Regions from separate parts of the Sus scrofa genome. Here region 2 is linked to region 1. The links are chromatin contacts, called in public promoter capture Hi-C maps. All regions are on one chromosome and are shown on one strand. The core of a region is the stretch at or near the end of the contact, and the rest is flanking DNA. Distances in the headings are between cores, read along the strand shown.

Region 1 (5,142 bases), core at 2,083-4,582:
GAGGAGAAAGAGGTGACCATGTTTGACTTAGACTGTGTGGAGGCCTTGCTGCCTCAACTACCTTGCACGTTCCCCTCTGACCTTTCAGAGCTTATGCAATAAACCACTATCATCGTCATCTTCAGTCAGGCTCCTGAGGATACTCAGGGGAAACCTAGGGCTTCTGTTATGTGTCACTTGTTCCAATCCACTCCCTCTTTCTTTCTGATATTGCCCATTAAAAAAAAATCAACTAATAAGAGCTTTCAAATGTCAAAAGGATCCAAGATCATAGCAAGCTCCTAAAATCACCAGCTTCAAAAAGCTGCACAGGAGAAAACCAGTCTTAAGAAACTCTAGATGAGAAATATTTGGGGCTCAAGGTGAGTGTATTTCTACCATCAGATCTAAAACTCTACCACCAGCGTGGGTTTTTAATTCTCAACTGAAAAGTCAAGAATTTATTTACAAACTAAATAATTCAGATTCCACTTACTTTAGGGTTTGAGGCTTTTTCGAGCAGTTCTTGAACCTAAAGGGTAAAAACAGAACAAGTCAGGAGCCTGGCAACCATGACTCTTCCCAGGGCACAAGCGCAGTTTGGAAAAGGACTCTTACGTAGTTCTCCCCGAAAATGCGCTGGCCGTGATTGTAGGCCTCGATCACCATGTCTGCAGGCTTGGTCTTGCTGACCGCTACGAGCCGGGGCTGGATGGCGGGGAGTTCCTGCCAAGAGGGAGAGAGCCAAGATGAGTGAGCATTTGGGAATAAGATCCCAGTAAGTCCTATAGGATAGCCTGGAGAATTGATTGCACAGATCTTTAACTTGGCATTGTGTAAGATCCACTATTCTTTTTCCTTTTCTTTAATGACTGTATCTGTGGCATATGGAAGTTCCCGCACTAGGGGTCGAATCAGAGCTGCAGCTGCCGGCCTACACCACAGCCGCGGCAATGCCAGATCCGAGCTGCATCCATGACCTACATCACAACTGGCAGCAACATCAGATCCTTAACCCACTGAGCAAGGCCAGGAATCAATCTGCATCCTCAGGGAGACTACTTCAGGTTCTTAACCCGCTAAGCCACAATGGGCACTAGGGGATCTATTTTCTAACACTGCGGGAAGATGAGTAGCAAATGATGTTGACGAAAAGTCTTCTGTATGCTTGTATTGAAATCTAATGTGCTTAGCTACTGAATATTAAGCAAAAGACTTCTCTCTCAGGAGAGCTGGGCAGGTAAGTAAAAGCAGTGGTTCCTTAAAGTGTGGTCTTTGACCAATGGCATCAGTTAACACCTGGGTCCCCCTCCAGATCTGCTGAATCTGAATCTCAGGGTGTAGTCTTTGAATCTCCTTTCAAACAAACTCCTTTCAAACAAACTTTATCAGACAATACTCTTGCATACCAAGGTGGGTGGTTTAAGAAGCACTTCATTAAGGGAAGGCATCTCTGTTAGGAAGGGAGGCCACTTTTGGCTTCTGAAACCCCAAGATGAACATCTGGCTAACCCCAAGGTTAATTACACTCTGGTCCTGGGGTAATTATTAATATTGCCCACGTGCACTCTCAAAAGCGACGCCCTTAGGGTTACTGTAGTTTTTTTCCTTCCTTTTTTGGCTGCCCCATGGCATATGGAGTTCCCAGGCCAGGGATCAGATCTTAGCTGCTGCTGATCCCTAACTCACTGTGCTGGGTCAGGGATTGAACTTTTGTCGCAATGCTCCAGAGATGCCATTGATCTTGCTGTGTTACAGTGTAATTGTTCAGTCTAATCAAGAACCAGGGGCCAAACTGATGCAAAGACACAGAAGACTCTGGACTCAGGATAAGGTTTATCCGACCCCCTTCTCACGGCCATTATGTAAAGAGCGGGGCTTCCCTGAATTCTGCTGCAACCAAATCCACACAGAGAAGAGATTCATCTGTCCTCACATGGCTTCATTTTCATTACCCCATCACCCTCCGGAACTTTTACAGAATCAATGTTCTCAAAGGGTCTGAAGAGTAAGATCAATTAACAGAGTTTCCCCTTCCTTCTGAGGGCTGCACTGCTGACTTTTTATGAGACTGTGTCATGTTTCCTAGAATTATGAGGTAACAGTCTTTAGGGAAAAAAAGTGGAACAGGTAGCCCATCTGCGTAAGTTATGTTGGGAGAACTCCCCAGGGCGATATTTCTTAGGGGAATCTCTAGCTTAGCTTTTTCTTGGAGGATCATTAATGCCGGAAGGAGGAAATTCAGGGCTAGAGTAACTAACTGACTTGTTTAAAATAATACCTAATTAACAGCCCAGAAAAAGCTATACTAATACAGGTCTTCTGTCTCCAGGCCAGCTGAGCTCTGACACTAAATGCTTAATCAGAGAAAACTTTGATCTCTCTATTCAAATATGTCTCACACCACACCTTTCAGCTTAAACTTGCACTGAGGAGGGGCAGATGGTAACCTTTAAGTAAGTTCCAAGATACCAACTATATATAAGGGGGAAAAAAATCTCATCTTAAACTGCTTGGGAATGGATGTCTAGTTCCCTCCTGCCCCAAACGCACAAGTGCAGCTCTAGTGTCACCCAAGTACGGCCAATCCACCCTTTCCTTCGTTTTCGGGTGGAACTGACATTTACTGTGCATCTACTATCTGGGACGCTGCCACACACGTGATCTCGGCAGATCTGGCCTCCTTTGGGTACTCCTGCAGTGGACATCCCCTTCTGCAGCCTCTGGGTGCAGGCCTGATCCCTCTCCCCTCTGCCAAGGCGGCTGATCCCGACACAAAGCCAGATGGGTAAATGGTCGCGATGCCTGGAGATCAGTCATTTTCCCGGGGTAGCGATACCTTTTGCTCCAACTAAGCCAACCTCCAGAAAACCTGACAGATGCTGAGGAATCCTTTTACCAGCCTCCTGGGGTCTCGGCAACCCGTGCCAAAGCCAAGGCGGCGGCCAGCTCTCGCTCCTGCGGGGAGACCCCTCTGCGTCACCGTGACGACCCATTCCCACGCAGGCGTCTCATCTCCTCCAAGCGGCCGCCCACCGTCCCCACGAGGTCCCTTTTCTTACCCGCGGCCGTCGCGCCACCGCCTGCTGCACGCGCTCATTCACTGCCCGCAGAGCGAAACCGATTCCCAGCTCCGCCGACATGCTGCCAGCCTTCCACATTCCACAGAACCGACTTCCAGCCCCGTACCCGGGCACCCGAGGCTAAATCCCCTTCCGGTCCCGCCCAGCTCACGTCTCCGTGTTGCCCGTCTTCGTCTCAGCCAATCGTCAGTATGGGGAGGGGCGGGAGGGGCGGCCCCGCCCTAGGTGTGCCATCTTGGGGAGGTCGCCGCGAGGCGGGGCGGGGCACTCGGGTGCGGAGGGGCTGTGACGTACTTCCGGGGTTGCCGGAGGGCGGGGCTTTCCACCTAGCCGTAGCCCGCAGACGCAGTTGAGGGACAGAAGGGGGCAGGAGAGGTCCCTTAGGTCCTCTTCCCAGTTGTGGGAGATAACGGCTTTTATCTCAGATGATTTTGGGGAGAGGAGAAGGCATAGAAAAAGAGTTCCCTCCTGGCTCAGCGGGTTAATGATCCCGCTTTGTCATTGCTGTGGCTCCGGTTACAGCTGTGGCCAAGTTTGGTGCCTGGCCAGTCACTTCTACAGGCCGCGGGTGTGGCCAAAAATAAATATTTAAAAATATATAAAAGAAAATTGTTTCTGAAGAACATGGTAGGATCCCAATGTACCGAATTATTTTCCTCTGGTTATCCTTTAGATCAGTGCCCAATAGAAATATGATGTGATCCGAACATGTAATTTAAAATTTTCTAGGAGTTCCCATCGTGGTGCAGTGGAAACGAATCCGACTGGGAACCATGAGGTTTCGGTTCGATCCCTGGCCTCGCTCAGTGGGTTAAGGATCTGGTGTTGCCTTGAGCTGTGGTGTAGGTCCCAGACACGGCTTGGATCTGGTGTTGCCGTGGTGTAAGCCAGCAGCAACAGCTCGGATTAGATCCCCCAGCGTGGGAACCTCCGCATGCCAGTGGGTGCGGCCCTAAAAGGACAAAAAACAAAAATAAATAAAATTTTCTAATAGGCACAGAAAGTTAAGAAAAATTAATGAATACTTTTTTTTTTTTTTTTTTTTTGTCTTTTTGCTATTTCTTTGGGCCGCTCCCGCGGCATATGGAGGTTCCCAGGCTAGGGGTCTAATCGGAGCTGTAGCCGCTGGCCTACACCAGAGCCACAGCAACGCAGGATCCGAGCCGCGTCTGCAACCTACACCACAGCTCACGGCAACGGCGGATCGTTAACCCACTGAGCAAGGGCAGGGACCGAACCCGCAACCTCATGGTTCCTAGTCGGATTCGTTAACCACTGCGCCACGATGGGAACTCCCTGAATACATTTTCTATAGCCCAATATACCCAAAGTAAAGTTTAAACATAACCAATAGAAAAAGTTAATGAGATAGTTGAGGTTTGTTGTCTTTTTGTCTTTATAGGGCTGCACTGGTGGCATATGGAGGTTCCCAGGCTAGGAGTCTAATCTGACCTGTAGCTGCCAGCCTATGCCAGAGCCACAGCAACGCCAGATCCAAGCTGCATCTGCAAACTACACCACAGCTCATGGCAACGCCTGATCCTTAACCCACGGAGCGAGGCCAATGATCTAACCCATAATCTCATGGTTCCCAGTCGGATTCCTTTCCGCTTTGCCACTATGGGAACTCCAGTTGAGGTGGTTTTTGTTGGTTTGTTTTGTTTTGTTTGGCTTTTTAGGGCTGCACCGGTGGCATATGGAAGTTCCCAGGCTAGGGCTCTAATGGGAGCTACAGCTGCCAGCCACAGCCACAGCCACAGCCACAGCCAAGCAGGATCTGAGCTGAGTCTGTGACCTACACCACTGCTCACGGCAACGCAGGATCCCTGACCCATTGAGGGAGGCCAGGGATTGAATCTGTATCTTCATGGATGCTAGTCGGATTCGTTACCACTGAGCCACAACAGGAACTCCATATTTGAGTTTTTAAAAATTGTAACCCAGTGTGTAGTTTGGACTTTTCCTCATTTGGGACTGGCGGCATTGCAGCTGGTCAGTACCCCACCTGGTGGCAAGTGCTGCTTTCTAGGAGGCCAGCACAGGCAGCTTTAGTCCAGCCTGAGCTTGGCACAGAGCCCAA
Region 2 (4,727 bases), core at 1,493-3,992, 140 kb before region 1:
TGACAAGAAATGGCTTTTATCTCTAGGGGTGTTAAGAAAGTTCACATCATTGCGCAGCAGAAATGAATCTGACTGGGAACCATGAGGTTGTGGGTTCAATCCCTGGTCTCACTCAATGGGTTAAGGATCCGCCACCTCACATCTGTCAGAATGGCCATCATTAATAAGTCCACAAATAACAAATGCTGAAGGGGGTGTGGAGAAGAGGGAACCCTCATGCACTGTTGGTGGGAATGTCAGCTGGTACAGCAGCTATGGAGAACAGTACGGAGGTACCTTAGAAATCTATACGTAGAACTACAAGTATGACCCATCCACCTGGATATATCAGAAAATTCTTAAAAAGAACATGCACCAATGTATTGCAGATATTCAAATACAAGACATGGAAACAACCAAATGTCCATTGGCAGATGATTGGATTAGGAAGAAGTGGTATATATACACAATGGAATACCACTCAGCCATGAAAAAGAACGACATAATGCCATTTGCAGCAACATGGATGGAACTAGAGACTCATACTGAGTGAAGAAAGAGAGAAACAAAAAACCGTATGATATCACTTACAACTGGAATCTAATATACAGCACAAATGAACCTTTCACAGAAAAGAAAATCATGGACTTGGAGAATAGATTTGTGGCTCCTGGGGGGAGAGGGAGGGAGTGAGAGGGATCAGGAGCTTGGGGTCAACGGATGCAAACTATTGCTCTTGGAATGGATTTACAATGAGATCCTGCTGTGTAGCATTGAGAACTATGTCTAGATACTTATATTGCAAGACGACAATAGGAGGAAAAATTACGTATACATATATGTGTAACTTGGTCCCCATGCTGTACAGTGGGAAAAAATAAAAAAGGATCCAGCATTGCCATGAGCTGTAGTGTAGGTCACAGATGCGGCTCAGATCTGGCATTGCTGTGGCTGTGGTGTAGGCTGGCAGCTGTAGCTCCGATTCAACTCCTAGCTTGGGAACCTCCATATGTCGTGGGTAGAGCCCTAAAAAGACAAAAGACAAAAAAAGAAAAAAGAAAAAATAAAAGAATAAGAAAAGAAAATCTTGTTCTTTGATTTATTTTACTGTTTTGATTGCAATCATGTTTACAAATTCTGATAATCATAAAACTTTCTCAAACTTATTGTCTGAAAGCCTCATAAAATTAACCTATTTACCTTTTTATGCAATTTATGCAATTTTAATAGGTCTTTCTGTACCAGGGGTGTGTATTATTATGAAAGTAAAGCCTCACAAAGTGCAATAAATTCTCTTCCATACCTTAAAAAAAAAAAAAAAAAAAAAAAGGCAAGCAAAATGCAAGACTGATCATCCAGAGGCCAGCTCTTTCTGCCCTTGATCTTGGCCTTCCGAACTCGCTGCTCAGCTACCGCTGAAACAGTTAACAAGTGTAGAAGTCGGTTCTAGATAACTGAAGGAAACAGGACTGGCTTACAAGTTGAAAATCACAGTTTCTGAATATAGGACTATTTTTTTTTTCTTTCTTTCTCTTCTGTTTTGATCACTTAGTGGCATATGGAGTTCCAGGGCCAGGGATCAGATCCAAGCTGCAGCTACAAACTGTGATCTATGAGGCAGCTGCGGCAACACCAGATCCTTTAACCCACTGCACCAGGCTGAGGATCGAAGAGATCCTGGTGCAACAGAGATGCTGCCAATCCCATTGCACCACATTGGGAATTCCTGAACATAGGACTCTCTATGAAAATAATTACGGAAGAAAACAATGTTTTCTATTCCTTTAAAATTCTGGAGGAGTTCCCGTTGTGGCTCAGTGGTAATGAACCCGATTAGTATCCATGAGGACTTTGGTTCGATCCCTGGCCCTGCTCAGTGGGTTAAGGATCTGGTGTTGCTGTGAGCTGTGGTGTAGGCTAGCAGCTGCAGATCTGACTTGACCCCTGGCCTGGGAACTTCCCTATGTGGTGATTGCGGCCCTAAGAAAAAAGACAAAAAAAATAAATAAATAAATAAAAAAAAGAATCTGGAGCCCTGAGCAAAATGAAAGTAGAATTTTTTTTTTTTTTTTTTTTTGTCTTTTTGCCATTTCTTGGGCCACTCCCGCGGCATATGGAGGTTCCCAGGCTAGGGGTCGAATCGGAGTTGTAGCTGCCAGCCTACGTCAGAGCCACAGCAACGCAAGATCTGAGCCACGTCTGCGACTTACACCATAGCTCACAGCAACGCTGGATCCTTAACCCACTGAGCAAGGGCAGGGATCGAACCCGTAATCTCATGGTTCCTAGTCGGATTCGTTAACCACTGTGCCACAACGGGAACTCCTAGAATCTTTTTAAATGTATCCCTCAGCTCACTACTTCTGGGTCTACTGAGGTTTTCACATCCGCAGGAGAAACCCCTCCAAGTTCGCTGGCAGCCTGCCTTATTCTGTCTTCTAAGGGGCTGGCTTGTGATTTGGGTTCAGGTGATTAGAGCAGGTAGTGAGTTGGGGAGAAGTACCTGGGAATTCCAGGTCCTCCTTATGCCCTCCCCACCCGCCCTCTCTCAGGGGATTCTCCCTGGGTCCCTTGGAATATTCCCAAAGCCCTCCACTGAATGGCGGAGTTCTGTTGCTCTGGTGACCAGTTGTCTGGAGCCTCTGCCTTGGAAGCCAAGATTCTGGGAAGAGGCAGGCTTGTCTGGCCCAGACCTGGAAGAAGGTTGCCAGGCAGAAGCCTTCAGGAGAGCATAGGAGTGGAAACTTGGTCTTGTCTGCGGTAATGCCCAGCCTTTCCGTGTTCGTAGATGTGCCACTGGCCCAGAAACTAGAAGGCAGCTTGCTGAAAACCTACAAACAAGACAATTACCCTAACAAGATGTTCCTGGCCTATAAAGGTAGAGGTGTAGTAGTTTTTGGTGGCGTGAGGTGTAGTACACGACAATCGCCGCTAGAGGCGCACTGTGACACTGCAGCGGAGGAATCCGGGCATAGCCCAAGGCTCCCGGGGCAACGCGGTCCGTTCCTGGTAATAGGATTGCCCAGTGGGGAAAAGAGCAGCAAATGTCCCCAGGCATTCTGTGTTCTCTGCCCTTCTCCGGGGGCTTCCAGGAATGTGGTAAGAGCTGTATCCTTTCTCCCAGCTCTATGCTTGCAGCCTGCGTAGTTGTTGCACTTTCTTCAATCTCTTCTTTCTACCTGCCTCCCTCGTCTGTTCTTGAACCAAGAAAGTTTCCTAGAATGGAGTTCCCGTCCTGGCTCAGTAGTTAACGAATCCGACCAGAAACCATGAGGTTGCTGGTTCGATCCCTGGCCTCGCTCAGCGATTAAGGATCCGGCCTTGCCGTGACCTGTGGTGTAGGTCACAGCAGCGGCGCAGATCTCATGTTGCTGTGGCTGCGGCGTAGGCCGGCAGGTACGGCTCCGATTAGACCCCTAGCCTGGGAACCTCCATATGCCGCAGGTGCAGCACTAGAAAAGACAGGAAAAAAAAAAAAAAAAAAAGAAAAGAAAAAGTTTTCTATAATGGACTGTTCTGGGGGTGCAGCCAGGCCTTGCCCCTGTGAAAGTCAGTGTTACCTTGGTTTAGTCACATGTATCTGTAACTCCCATGTTATCTATCATTTTTGCTGTTTAAAATTGCGTCAGTTTCTGTGGTCCTTTTAAAAAAGATGACAATTGGAGTTCCCTGGCAGCCCAGTGCTTAAAGATTCAGCGTTGTCACTGCTGTGACTTGGGTTTGATCCCTGGCACGGGAATTTCCTCATGTCTTGGGAGTGGCCCAAAAAAAATAAAAATAAAAAAGGTGAAAATTAGACACATTCACTAACAACACATTGTTTTTTATAAAGAGGGAAAAAGAAAAGGAAAGCTGTCTTTTCCTAGGCAACTCTCTAAAGCCCTAAGAAAGCCAGGACAGATCTGTGGGCTGAATGCAGAGTCCACACTTGGAGGCGCCAAGGCTGGGCATCTGAGCCCCTCCCTGTGGTTCCTCTCACAGTCTGCATGACCAGCGAAGGCCAACCCTGGGTGTCCTCTGTGGTGAGCAAGATCCGTCTACAGATCGCCCAGGATCCCTCCCTGGACTATGAGTACACGCCGGTGATGGGCATGGAATCATTCATCCAGGCCTCCTTGAAACTCCTCTTTGGAAAACACAGCCAAGTCATTGTGGAGAATAGGGTGAGAGGCAAGGCCCTTCCCTTACTCACCAAGGCACAAGGAGTGGAGATTGGGAAATACACAATCTTAAACCTGATGGAGGAGTTCTCTGGTGGCCTAGCAGTTAAGAATCTGGTGTTGAGGAGCTCCTGTTGTGGTTCAGTGGATTAAGAACCCGACTAGTATCCATGAGGATGTGGGTTCGATCCCTGGCCTTGCTCAGAGGGTTAAGGATCTTGTGTTGCTCTGAGCCACTGCATAGGCCACAGATGTGGCTCAGATCTGGCATTGCTGTGGTTGTGGTACAGGCCAGCAGCTGTAGCTCCAATTCAACCCCTAGCCTGGGAGTCTCCATATGCTGCAGGTGTGACCATAAAAAGGGGGAAAAAAAAAAAAAAGAATCTGGTGTTGTCACTGTTGTGGCATGTGTTTGAATCCATGCTGTGGGCATAGCCAGAACGAAAACAAAAGCCACCTGAAAGAGACTTTGGAGGCCCCCCCCCACCCCCGAGTCTCAGAGAGTCCCAAGTTTAGTCATTGAAGTGCAGAGCCAGGATTAGAACCCAAAGCCAGGACTCTCCAGTCCATTTCCCACTGCTGACATGC

What was found. Promoter capture Hi-C pulls out the DNA fragments that hold promoters and counts their contacts.
Region 2: a contact with region 1 is called in a promoter capture Hi-C map of skeletal muscle, with 5 times the contacts expected there. The contact joins the promoter of GOT1L1 here to the promoter of PLPBP in region 1. A contact is called at or near these places in 2 of 5 promoter capture datasets (liver and skeletal muscle), 12 of 47 Hi-C or Micro-C datasets (adipose tissue, alveolar macrophages, blood and 8 more) and 1 of 2 datasets of contacts at active chromatin or transcription factors (alveolar macrophages).

The regions. Positions count from the first base shown.
Region 1 is chr15:48,633,252-48,638,393 of Sscrofa11.1, forward strand. It overlaps PLPBP (proline synthase co-transcribed bacterial homolog protein), which reads right to left and starts at 3,333. Exons shown (of 8, transcript XM_003133369.4): 1 at 3,042-3,333; 2 at 598-705; 3 at 476-511. The coding sequence starts at 3,140.
Region 2 is chr15:48,497,414-48,502,140 of Sscrofa11.1, forward strand. GOT1L1 (putative aspartate aminotransferase, cytoplasmic 2) reads left to right here and starts at 2,743. Exons shown (of 9, transcript XM_021076150.1): 1 at 2,743-2,857; 2 at 3,961-4,142. The coding sequence starts at 2,743.